2 separate regions of the Mus musculus genome follow, and region 2 is linked to region 1. The links are chromatin contacts, called in public promoter capture Hi-C maps. All regions are on one chromosome and are shown on one strand. Each heading gives the region's core, a stretch centred on a gene start, on an enhancer-like site or on the middle of the called end of the contact. The rest is flanking DNA. Distances are from core to core; before and after follow the strand shown. Region 1 holds the start of Skp2 (S-phase kinase-associated protein 2). Region 2 holds the start of Npr3 (natriuretic peptide receptor 3).

Region 1 (6,496 bases), core at 968-3,467:
TTTCTAGACTCTCCGGGGCCCTACAGACAGTGACTGCCTGTAACTACGACATGGTTTTAGCTGTGTAAATGGCACTGCTATTGCCTTTCTCCATTTATGTCAGTGTTCTAGCTGAGGCTTCCAGAGAACATTAGACATTATTCAACCTAATGATACTTTCAGTTATCGAAAATGATTTTGTTATCCTGGACTCACATTCATTCTAATGCTAAAACTATGTTTTAAAAGACTTATTAAAATAAAATACAATGTGTTAAGTAAGATTAAATAAGATTAATCAGGAAATAAAATATTTTACATTAGCAGCAATCACAATGTAGTGTTTAAGAGATCAGTCTCTTAAAGTCTCTATGGTGAGTTTCTATGTAGCTAATAACCTCACATCTTCAATGGACACAATTCCTCTATCAAAAAGAATCGTAACGGGCAGTGGTGGCACACACCTTTAATCCCAGCACTTGGGAGGCAGAGGCAGGTGGATTTCTGAGTTCGAGGCCAGCTTGGTCTACAGAGTGAGTTCCAGGTCAGCCAGGGCTACACAGAGAAACCCTGTCTCGAAAAACCAAAGGAAAAAAAAAATAAAAAGAATCGTGTGTGTATCAATACAAACCTTTTCAGTATATTATGGAAATAGCTGTGATTAAAGAAATGCAAAAGAACACCGGTTTCATTATCAAGGCAAATCAGGAGGCTCCTAATTTCAAAGTTGATAGGCTTTCCTTTCCTAGAGAGAACCTTGTGCCCACTAATTTAAATATCCTAAGGTCTCTGCTAACTCTTAGCTGAATTCAGGGCTGTTTTATATTTACTAGAATTTACTCTTGAACGAGTTACATCCTAACAGAAAGGACAAAGTTCAAGAGAAGGCAAATGAGTTTTTCAAAGTAACAAAAGATAACTTTATACACTATTTCAGAAGGTCTCACTTTAGATACTTTCCATAACAAAACTGTGACTACATACTTATTCTCCTAGTCTTTCTTTTCAAGTAAAACCAATTTGCAAAAAGGTCTTTTTTTTTTACACCAATCTCACTCACAGGAACTAAAAGTTCATGAATCTCTTCCTCTCAAGAAGTAACTGATGCAAAGATTATGCTAGAAACAAAGACAAAACTGAGCATGAAGGATTTAATTCCACTATAAAACGAATCTTGCTCTCTCCACAAAGAAACACAAGTGTATGCAATCTAACATACTAAACCAATATTCTAATGTTTTTGATGAAGGTGGCCTGCTTTTTTCTCAACTCTATAAATCTTCATTTTTACTGGACTAGAAATGCATCCCCCTACCCTCTCCCCTGTTGCACAGTTTGCACACCTGAATTTTGCATGGTCATTCTAATCTAATCGCCCCCGACCTCTTCAGAGGCTAAATTAGCATAGTTTCTAGGCAGAGAGATTCTAGGACAGGCTGTGGATTGAGTCAGAGGCACCTAAACAGCTTTCAGGGTGGTCTCTCCTTGCAAGCGGAGCCTCCCTTTTTCCCTTTGGTATTTGGGAGACTCATCAAGGATCCAAGAGGATGCACGCGGGAACCACTGCTGGCTCCTGCCGCCTTAAAAATAAACCATCGCTCCTCTTGGAGCTGCGCTTTAGCTCGAAAAAGGCTTCCCCTCGCACGCTGATTTGATCTTCAGTGCCAGCCCATGAGGTGTGCCGCGTCCTCGAGCCTAGTTTACAAGTGAGGAAAGGATCGCGTCCACAGACCCAGTCCTAAGGGCCGCCCACTGCCAGGTGGAGGAAGGCGAATGGCAGGAGTGCCACCCGCAGCCTCTCACCTGGCGGGCCATCGAGACCCCGGAGATGGGCCTGGCGGCGGCGGCCACTCACCATCTGGAACTCCCCCCAAGTCTATGTCCGCCAGGGACTGGGCCGGGACCCCAGACCCTGACGCACCTCACGCGTCCCCGCCCCCCTCACGCTCACCGTCGGACCTCGCCAGACAGCGTCTGGAAGGGACTCAGAAGCTTCGCGTCCGCCGCAGCCTGCCGGGGTCACGGATCCTTCAGTCCCGGGCGACCGTGGCGGTGATCACCCGAAGGCCCGTGAGCTCCGGGAAAAGGAAAACCTGCTCCCAGTCAATCGGCTGACATTTCCCAGCCAGCCGGAGCTCCACCCACTTCCGCCTGCCTGTCCTCCTCCTCCTCCTCCTCCTCCTTCAATCCCGCCCGGCGCCGCAGGGAGTTGTGGGTATCTGGAGGGTTGGTCCGAAATCAGAGTGGAAGAACCCAGGCAGGACTACGAGCTAGGCTCGGAACTACAATTCCCAGCAGGCAACGGGGCGTCAGAAGGCGGCTGCTGGAGAGCGGGATGCAGAACTCCGCGCGCGCGGTGGTGATGGAACGTTGCTAGTTCGCGGGTCCAACTGCTGGGGCCCCGGGGATCACTCTAAGCCGAGCGCTAAAACAGGAGTCTGGAAGGCAGGCAGCGCTTCAATTAATTCAAGCATTCAAAACTCCTGAATCAGTGGACACCATGCATAGGTAAACCGATTGCAAAAAAACCGGACAAAACATGAATGAACCGTTTGAATTCTTTTAGGCCGCGAATGTTGCTTCTTGTTCAAATAATCTGGTTATGTGAATGTTTGCTTAGAGAAAAAGGATGGATGAATGCTTTAGTGCGAATATCAATGTGGAGTTTAATTTGGCTTCCTAATTAAGTTTTCCTTCCTCTACTTTGAGTCATGGTATCAGTGCCGTCCCTCTTTTTCCCTCCACGGGAAGAAATTATTGAGGCCTTCTGCGTGACCATAAATCCCAAAGCCTTTCAAAGTATATATGTTCCCGATTTTTCTCTTTCATTCTTGTATTTCTCTCGCTTGTAGGCACGTTTAAAAAATGCAGTACTGTCACTTGCTGGGACTTTTCTCCACTCCATTCTTTACTCTTCTTTCATGCCTACCTTGGAATTATTTAGGGGTGTATTTTCAAAAGGAATAGAGAATGTCTGCCCTTCTGCAGGAAGCACCTTCAGGAGATTCCGGACCAGAGTGGCAACGTCACCACCAGCTTCACGTGGGGATGGGATTCCAGCAAGACTTCTGAACTGCTATCAGGCATGGGTGTCTCGGCCTTGGAGAAGGAGGAGGTGGACAGTGAGAACATCCCACATGGACTGCTCTCAAACCTCGGCCACCCCCAGAGCCCTCCAAGGAAACGAGTCAAGGGCAAAGGGAGTGACAAAGACTTTGTGATCATCCGTCGGCCGAAGCTTAGTCGGGAGAACTTTCCAGGTAATGCACAACACTAAGATCCAAACTGTATTGTAATGGGTTGAACTATTTTGTTTTAACTAAATTCGATTGAATTATTTCCTTGGGGAATCTTTTTGGATCGGTGCCTAAAATTGCCTAGTTTTGGTGCCTAAAATTGCCTAGTTTGGAAGTGTGGCAGTGAAATGGATTCCAGTCATTAAGTCTTCAGGAATCTTGGTTGGTCTTTATCTTGTGGTCAACAATTGACTTGAAGCTTTTTTCCTGCCCTTTTCCTTAGAAAGGAATCTTCCTGCTCAAAGTCCAGCTCAGTACACTGACATATGGGAACAGAAGCAGGGATCTTAGAGGGTCCCCTTTTGTCTCTATATACTTCTTTGTATCTGAGCAAGCTTTGTATGGTAATGACTTAGATTATTGGTAGGCACATTAGGAAGGTAAATGTTACTAAGTAGAAGAGACTTAGATTGCTCCGCTTGCAAGCAGGCCCTTGGGGGTGTGGTGTTTCCCTTACTGTGACATTGCATCTACAGTCATAGAACCCTGAAATGTGGTCTCATCCCCACTGCCCCCACTACCCAGCTAGTCACTGTGTCTTTCACTCTTGTGTGGCAGCTGTTTCAAGCTTTCATCATCTCTTCCTGGATTATTGTAATAGATTTATATTGTCAGCTTTCTTCTCAGCTCTGTCTCCAGGAGGCAGGGTGGATTGATGAGATCAGAATTTACCTGAAATTCTTCTCTCACTAGTGACTCCCACTCCTTGATTCCCCAAACATTTTTAAATAAAGCGCCTCCAGGGCAGATCCAGACTCAAGGACTGGCAGCCTTAGAGTAAATATAGTGTGTTGACCTGAGGCTTGTCAAGGTTTCCCCACCCCCACCCCCTAGTCATTTAAAAAAGTGATTCAGGGTCGGGCAGTGGTAGCACACGCCTTTAATCCCAGGATTTAGGAGGCAGAGGCAGGCGGATTTCTGAGGCCAGCCTGGTCTACAGAGTGAGTTCCAGGACAGCCAGGGCTACACAGAGAAACCCTGTCTCAAAAGAGTGATTCAGGAAGTGTTTTTGAGAGCACACTGTCCTCCACAGTATAGTGGCTCCAGATAATAGCAGTGAACAAAACAGACAAATCCTAGAACTTCCATTCTAGTGAGGAAATGCTGGAAGTCCAATGGATATGGTACTTTCTGTAACATGTTAGGCCAACGTGGCTAAAAACAAAGAGGGGGTCAAACTGAGGCAGAATGGAGGAAGTCTTGGAATCTGAAGATAGATTGCAAACTGGTTATTGGCTGACATCCTTATTTGGGCTGTGACCTTTAAGCAAAGACAAGGGGAGAATGCAGGAATACGCGTGAAAATGTCCCTTGGCATAGGGAACCTAAAGTAAAGGGAAGCCACATAAGATGCTGGAGAACAGGAAAGCAGAGTGAGAGTGGACAGAGTAGGGAGAGGTGCGGCCTCAGGTGGGGCTGATCTTTCCTCATTGGAACACTCACTCCTCTCCCCTCGTTCAGTGTCGTCCATTGAGACAGGGTTTCTTTGTTTGTAGTGTAACTCACTGGCCTCCAACTCAGACAGGCTGGCCTCCAGCTCAGAGATCTGCCTGCCTCAAGTGCTGGGATTAAAAGAGTGGACCATTGGCGCCCCGGCTCGGTGACCCCTCCAAAGGGACACATTGGTTAGCTGAGGCTGAACTGTATCGGGTAGAGGATAGGCAGCAGACCCCTAGAGATTTATGTAGAGCAGTGAGAGAATGATAAGCCGTGGTCAGGATGAAAGCAGTGGAAGAGGTGACCAAAGTCTAAACTAAAATTGGGTGAGGAATGGAAAAAGACGTTGAAGAAAGCATCAGAGTGAAGCCTTGCAAAGCCAGCGTAAAGAAATGGATTCTTCCGTCCTTCCTTCGGGCGCTGTCTGCAGACAGGGTGGTGAGCAGATCCGTGGCTTGCTTGAAAATCCCTGTTTTGTAGTCCCCTGTGGTGTCTCATGCCTTTGAACCCAGTACACCAGTGGCCAAAGCTGGCAGATCTCTGTGAATTGGAAGCTCTTTGGCCTATACAGTGACTTCCAGGACAACCAGGGCTACGCAATGAGACTCTTGTCTCAAAAAAAAAAAATTCTGTTTGGGCTTCTCAATACTTTTTTGGAAAGGGAGTCATCTTCAGGTTATAGCATGTGAGTCCACATTAATGCCAGGTATGGTGGCACGTCTCTCTGGTCCCAGTTTAAGAGGCTGTAGTCAGAAGATGGGGATTTCTAGAAAGCATGAGCCTCGCAGTAAGACTGTCTCAAAGTGAAAACATAACTGAATATATAATAATATATGAGATTAACTAGAGGGGTATGGAAGTAAGTTCAGACAAATCTACATTTAAACCTTGATGCTGCCATTGGGAGCTACCTTGGGAAGTGACTTGAACTTTCTGGGCCTTAGTTTCCTTATCTGTGAAATGGAGCAATAATTCCTACTTAAAGTGTTCATCTGAACATTGAGTAAAACTGTAAAGGTCTTAGTATGACAGTGGCTTATAATAGGTAATGGTCCACACAGTTTCTGACACTGGCTTGAGAAGCATCCTCTGTCTACAGTAATGTTAATCTGACTCTGCACATATAGAAATCTTTTTCTTTATAAAACTTAAAGTGACTCTTATTTTTAGAGCCTGGGTTTTTAACAGTAGCAATTTGGTGTTTGACCAACCAAATGTGGTGAGATAGATCCTGCTAAGATGAGTAGGTTTTGATTAACTTGCCCATTGTACATAGCTTTGGTTATAAAATATGACATCTACGTGTCCACAGATGTAGGACAAAAGTCATCTTTGAAGCAAAACACTGTGAGGACCCAGACAGAACATAAGGGAGGGTTGCTGTTTCTTAGGAGTTTCAAAATGGAGTTGAAGAGGAAGGACAAAGTATATAGCAGCTGCACACAGCTACATGCCTGCCAGGAAGACAGAGGTGTTAGTAGTAGCTCAGACCCTGAGTGTCCTCAGGGCTGGAAGGAGGGAAGGAGCCCCTTGTGCAGAAGTGACTCATTTCCCATCCCAGTGGATGTGTGGAGTCCTTGGCTACTTGGCAAAGCAAAGGTGTTGGGGAGAGAGGAACTGAACTGGTCCAATCAGTGAGTCTACGTCTGCATTTCTTTTTTCTTGTTATGTTTGGGTTTTTTTGTTTGTTTTTTGAGACAGGGTTAGCTTTGTCTTGACCATCCTGGGCTTTGTAGACTAGGCTGGCCTTGAACTCTCAGAGATCTTCCCGCCTCTGCCTTCCA
Region 2 (5,918 bases), core at 3,371-5,870, 2.8 Mb before region 1:
TTAATAGAGTCCTCCCAAGGAGAGCGGAGACCTAGAGGCAAATTCTAATCTAATTTTTTGGTGTCTACTGATTTTTCTCTCGTTTCTTCAATAGCGTTCTCTAAAACATTAACTGTATGTTTAGAAATGGAAGTCTCAGTACTCATTGAACTTCAGAAAGGGTTTTTGGATATGTGTCAGGGCCTTTCATCTTTTCTGCCTCTAGGGGGAAGTGTGTTTTCAACAATTCTGTCGTGCAGAAGGGATTTTCTTGTGCATTAAGGCTTCACTGTGGTAGTCTTCAGTGTGACCTCGGGATTGGCTGGACAAGATGGAAGGACCTTGGAAAATCTGCAAGGACCCTCACTTCACGAGTTTCAGGCCAGGGTTCTGAGGCAGGGGGATTGTGGAGAAAAATGCCCCAGACATTTTAAAAGTACATTTCAAAGAATCATTCTTTGAAATGACACATAACTTCTCCATACTGTGGGGCTGTGGCCAAAAAAAATACCTGGACACAAAACTCACTGACAGAACTAGAAACAAAATAGTTCTTGGATATTGATGAAAACATTTCTAAATCTTTTAAAACGTCTATGAGTTTCTGTAATATCGCATTTAACATTAATATGTTTAGGCTTTCAGCTAGCTAATTTTATTCCTTTGTTTTCTTTGACAATCGAAGTTGATAACTGAATTCTGAATGTGAAAAACATGGCCCTTCCCCAATTTCAGTGATTAGGTTTTTGTTTTTTTGTTTGGAGTTGAAAGGAACAGTATGTAAAACCTGAACGCAAGACTGTTTCTACTTATCCCTTTTCTTTCCTATTTTACTAACATTTATGATAAAAAATGTTACAAAAGTTATCTTTATCAAGTGGTGTTCAGTTTTACTGTTCTGGAAAGCCTAAAAACATATTGCTAAGATATTATAAGATGGTGCGTGCCAGTGTTTGTGTGTGTGTGTGTGTTACATTGCATTGAATTTATCTTAGCCAAGTAACTCCCATCTCCAGCTTTCTTTTTTACCTTTTATTGGTGATGGGACCTTGTAAAATTAAATCACCCAGGCTGGCCTTGTGTTATTCTGCAGCCCAGGCAGCCTTTGATATCCTCCTGAGTAGTTTGTGTCACCAGGCCCAGTTAAAAATGTGATACACAGAATATGATTGACAGTGACAATCTGCTTGGTTACCAACCCTATTTTACATAGTATTGTAGGTGACCTTTTCCAACAGTAAATATCCTCAGGAGACAAAGAGCTGTTTAAATGCAACTTGTAGGGGCTGGTGAGATGGCTCAGTGGGTAAGGGCACTGACTGTTCTTCCAAAGGCTCTGAGTTCAAATCCCATGGTGGCTCACAGCCATCCATAATGATATCTGACACCCTCTTCTGGTGTGTCTGAAGTCAGCTACAGTGAACTTATAATAAATAACTTAATAAATAAATCTTTAAAAAAATAAATGTAACTTGTACATTCTTTGGGTCACAGTTCATTTTTTTCTGGACTAAGATGGCAGAACTATGTGATAGTTATACATGGTAGTTTTAGCTGGTTGCCCAAAGAACTCTGATGGAAAGTAAACAGATCCTCCTAACACCCAGAATAAGTAAACACAAACCTCCCAAGAGCACAATAGACTTGTTACTGTTAATAATCTTGCACTGTTGGCACTGGAAGACCTTTTAAAAAAAATCTCAGCATCTGTTCAGTTGGAATCTGCAAGGATGTGTTGAACATGCACGCGGACAGCAACCCTGTGTTCCCCTCCCCTCTGTTTCTGGACTGATCCACCATTTCCTGTTGTCTGTGCTCTTTAACAACAGGCTGGAAGCTGAGTGCTTCTACCCAAAGGCCACAGGGAGGCCAGGGTGCTAGCCATAACGTAAGTGCACTGCCCTGCTGTTGACCCAAGAGCGAGGCTGGGCAGCGCCAGAGATGCGAGAGGCACTCCATACCCGGTGCCCCTGAAATCCCAGACTCTTCCAGTGAGCCCACATGGTACACTGCAGAATCATACCGCTGTTGGCTGGTGTTCCCCAGACACAGGGCATACCGGGTAGTAATAGGAAACCGGCTCCGTCCTTCACGTCTCCTGGCAACCAGTTGAAATCCACTAAGACCCTCGGAATCCAGGATTTAGCTGTTTATTTTTTTCTTAAATAACGATGACTCTATAAACAAATGTTTGCTCTCCCAAGTGTTCAGGAAGGATTTAATTGCTGCGAAGTGCTAAATGTCAGTTTCCAACGTACGTGGATAACTCTTCAGAATTCAAATTTATATATCCACCTCTCTTAGAACTGGTTAGCAGTTCTAATTAAATAAACAAAAGCTCACCTAGGATTTAGAAGCCCCTACTTACAGCGAAGGCTTAGGGATCACTGTCCAACTGAAATCTAACCGGCACCCGGTATGAAGTTACCTTCGATTGCAGTTTTTTTTTTTTTTTTTTTCCACTGCTAGAGAGGGTGATGGAGAGAGGGCTGTTAGTCACTGATGCCTGGATTTGCCATGTCCTCGAACACCTCGATTTATCACTTCATAGTCACAAATGAGAGCAAGGACATTTTAGGGGGCTCGTAACTATTAAAAAAAAAGAAGAGAAGGAGAAGGAGAAGGAGAAGGAGAAGGAGAAAAGGAAGGAGGAGAAGGAGAAGAGAAGAGAAGAAAGAAAAAGAAGAAGAAGAAGAAGAAGAAGAAGAAGAAGAAGAAGAAGAAGAAGAAGAAGAAGAAGAAGAAGAAGAAGAAGAAGAAGAAGAAGAAGAAGAAGAAAAGAAGAAGAAATAACTATGACTTAACAGCAGCAGCCTGGGGCAGCGGGTGAAGAATCGCGTTCAAGATCCTGCCGAAAGAGGGCGTAAGTTTAAGTTAAGATTGGAGCACACACTGACGCCCAGCCAAATGAAAGAACATTTAGAAACATTTTAAATTAACTTTAATTTGCAAGACTTTGGTGTCAGAACTACCTTGTGTAATACAGCCTGTTCTCGCCGTAAATGTCTTTGCTGCGTGACCACGAAAAGAGGGTGCAGGGCCCTCTGGACCTGCGCAGCTGCTCGGTTCAGAGACGCGCCTCTCTGGTCTGAGACTTCTCCACAATCCTTTCCACTCCGTCTGCATCGCTGTGGTAGCTGTGACCAGTGGAAAGACTGGGTCTACCGGGCAGGACCTTTCTGGGCATCCTAGACTATCGGGCATCCTGGAACAGAAGCGCTGGGGTTGGCAGACTGCTTTTTAGGTACTTAAAGATTCTCTGGGGGAAGATCTGGGGGGCCGGGAAGCGGGAGTCCCTTTTAGTTGCCTGGTTTAGCAAATAGTACCTTAGGGTGATGCTTTTCAAGCTCCGCGACACTTCCTGGAGCGGAATCATTTATCCAACATCGGAAGCAACAAGTTTCGCTTTTCTGGTCTCAGTGACCCCGCGGAGGGGCTGCGCACTGGGACACGGTGACGCTGCGCCCACTGTGATTCTAGCGTGTCCCAGCAGCCCAGAGGGAGGAGGGCACCCACGCCGGGTGGGGGAAGGAGCGGTGCGACACCGTGCAGGCCAGATGGGCTTACCAGCTCTGCAAATGAATTTTCCTGCACCAGGACCTTGTTCCTTGTTCCCCGACCTTGCTCCAGGGACCAGAAAGGTCAGGTGCGGGACAGGACTGGGCGCACCCAGACAGAACGTGGCCAGATCAAGAAAAGAGGTGAGAGTCTATGGAGTTTTGCAAGGAAGCCACCAATTTGGAGAAACATTTCCCCTTCGTTTTTGCAGTGTGTGTGTATGAGTGTGTGCTTTGTGTATGTGCGCGCACTCATTTCTTTCAAACATATATACACTTTTTTTTTTTTTTTTTTTTTTAATCCTGGGGTTGGAGAAAGCGGAGCCAGGGAGAGGCGGGGACCTTAGAGTAACGCTGTGCCGCGAGGTCTCCCGCGGGTGTAGACGTGGGCGGTTGCGGCTTTGGGCCAAATCTGAGCACCGGCAACTAGTGGGGCTTAGGGACCCGGCAACCGCGAGTAGGCCAGGGGTGCGGGGAGGAGCCCTGATGTAAGAATGTTAATGAGAGGCTCCCCCAGCCCAGCCCCCACCCCGCCCCACCCCCACCCACCCCACCCGTTGCAGAGACAAGCCCGGCCTCGGCGCGCCATGTGTGGTAACGCGCTGCGCCGCTGCCACGCTATTTAAACCCCGGCTATGGATCCAGAAAGCCGCGCGAATCAATGGGATCAAACGCGAAGGAGGTGCACCGTCAATTACAAGCACTTGGACAAGTTTAACTTTTTTTTTTCTTTTACAAATAAGGCCTTCAAACGCAACCTTAGCAACGCCCAAATAAGAAGCCACCTCTAAGCCAAATAGCCTATGTGCAAAGGGAGGGAGAATATATATATTGATAATAAGTCTATATGTATATTACAGACGCACAGGTTTACATTCTGTGAACTTTTTTCTTTCTTTCTTTGCTTTAAAATTTTTTTTTTTATTTTTTAAACCTAGGGACATTGTAGAGGAATCTTCCTATCTTTTGGCGAGTTACTGAAGGGGGTATTCTGTTTTCTTGGAGCGCCCAAGGGGGCGCAGGGACAGAGGAAAGAAAAGAGCTGGGAGGAAAAGGGCAGGGTGGGTGGGGGGCAGAGGGCGAGCCGGCGGCCAGGGCGAGCGCTTGCTGGCAACACGATGCGGTCCTTGCTGCTGTTCACTTTCTCGGCGTGCGTGCTGCTGGCCCGGGTGCTGCTGGCTGGCGGCGCGAGCAGCGGCGCCGGGGACACCCGGCCAGGCAGCAGGCGCCGGGCGAGAGAGGCGCTGGCGGCTCAAAAGATCGAGGTGCTTGTTCTATTGCCCCGGGACGATTCGTACTTGTTCTCGCTGGCCCGGGTGAGGCCGGCCATCGAGTACGCGCTGCGTAGCGTGGAGGGCAATGGCACCGGGAGGAAGCTGCTGCCGCCAGGCACTCGCTTCCAGGTGGCCTACGAAGACTCGGACTGCGGCAACCGCGCGCTCTTCAGTCTTGTGGACCGCGTGGCGGCGGCGCGCGGCGCCAAGCCGGATCTCATCCTGGGGCCCGTGTGCGAGTACGCGGCGGCGCCGGTGGCTCGGCTGGCGTCTCACTGGGACCTGCCGATGCTGTCCGCAGGAGCGCTGGCCGCCGGTTTCCAGCACAAGGACACGGAATACTCGCACCTCACGCGCGTGGCGCCTGCCTACGCCAAGATGGGAGAGATGATGCTCGCTCTGTTTCGCCACCACCACTGGAGCCGTGCAGCCCTGGTCTACAGCGACGACAAACTCGAGAGGAACTGTTATTTCACCCTCGAGGGGGTCCACGAGGTTTTTCAGGAGGAGGGGTTGCACACGTCTGCCTACAATTTCGACGAGACCAAAGACTTGGACCTGGACGACATAGTGCGCTACATCCAAGGCAGCGAGCGAGGTGAGCGGGAGCGGGACCAGGGGGGTCCTTGGCTCTGACTCAGCGGTTCTCAGTGGCTCTCCCCCAAACCCCACCAAGTCAATCTTCTGCAGACCCCACCCTTCCCCGTAACCCAAGGACCCGTGGAGGTCGCGCGGGGGCTTGTCCAAGTGTGAGCTGCCTGATCCAGGGACGGGTGGAGGATAGCCCATCGCGGTGGAAGGGGTGTGCCTACACAGTCTCGGGGAGGTGGATCTGGCCAGTCGAGGGAACGTCTGAGCCGCTTGCTAGCGCCATCCCAGGTATGACAGGTGTGGCTAAACACCAAGGGTTTTCCCCCTCTTCGACAGCTCCGGAGTCCCGTGAGTTCCAGGAATTCCCTACTCTGTCCATTGCAGTCGCGCGCCCCCTGGCAGGGCCACAGCGTCTGGGGACGCCCCAGCAGTCTCGCAGCTTCTTGACTAGCTGGGGGTTGGGACGCATCTCCTGGCTCCCCTGGCTGCTCTTTCCACTGACCCTAGGTCTCTTTTT

What was found. Promoter capture Hi-C pulls out the DNA fragments that hold promoters and counts their contacts.
Region 2: a promoter capture Hi-C map of hippocampal neurons shows a contact between it and region 1, with 5 times the contacts expected there. The contact joins the promoter of Npr3 here to the promoter of Skp2 in region 1. A contact is called at or near these places in 1 of 39 promoter capture datasets (hippocampal neurons) and 1 of 115 datasets of contacts at active chromatin or transcription factors (embryonic stem cells).

Annotation. Positions count from the first base shown.
Region 1 is chr15:9,136,175-9,142,670 of GRCm38.p6, reverse strand. It overlaps Skp2 (S-phase kinase-associated protein 2), which reads left to right and starts at 2,217. Exons shown (of 10, transcript NM_013787.3): 1 at 2,217-2,487; 2 at 2,968-3,239. The coding sequence starts at 2,480. Lmbrd2 (LMBR1 domain containing 2) reads right to left here and starts at 2,101. Exons shown (of 18, transcript NM_177178.3): 1 at 1,931-2,101.
Region 2 is chr15:11,904,376-11,910,293 of GRCm38.p6, reverse strand. Npr3 (natriuretic peptide receptor 3) reads left to right here and starts at 4,620. Exons shown (of 8, transcript NM_008728.2): 1 at 4,620-5,408. The coding sequence starts at 4,655. It overlaps Gm5144 (predicted gene 5144), which reads right to left and starts at 3,769. Exons shown (of 2, transcript NR_131059.1): 1 at 3,306-3,769; 2 at 2,904-3,184.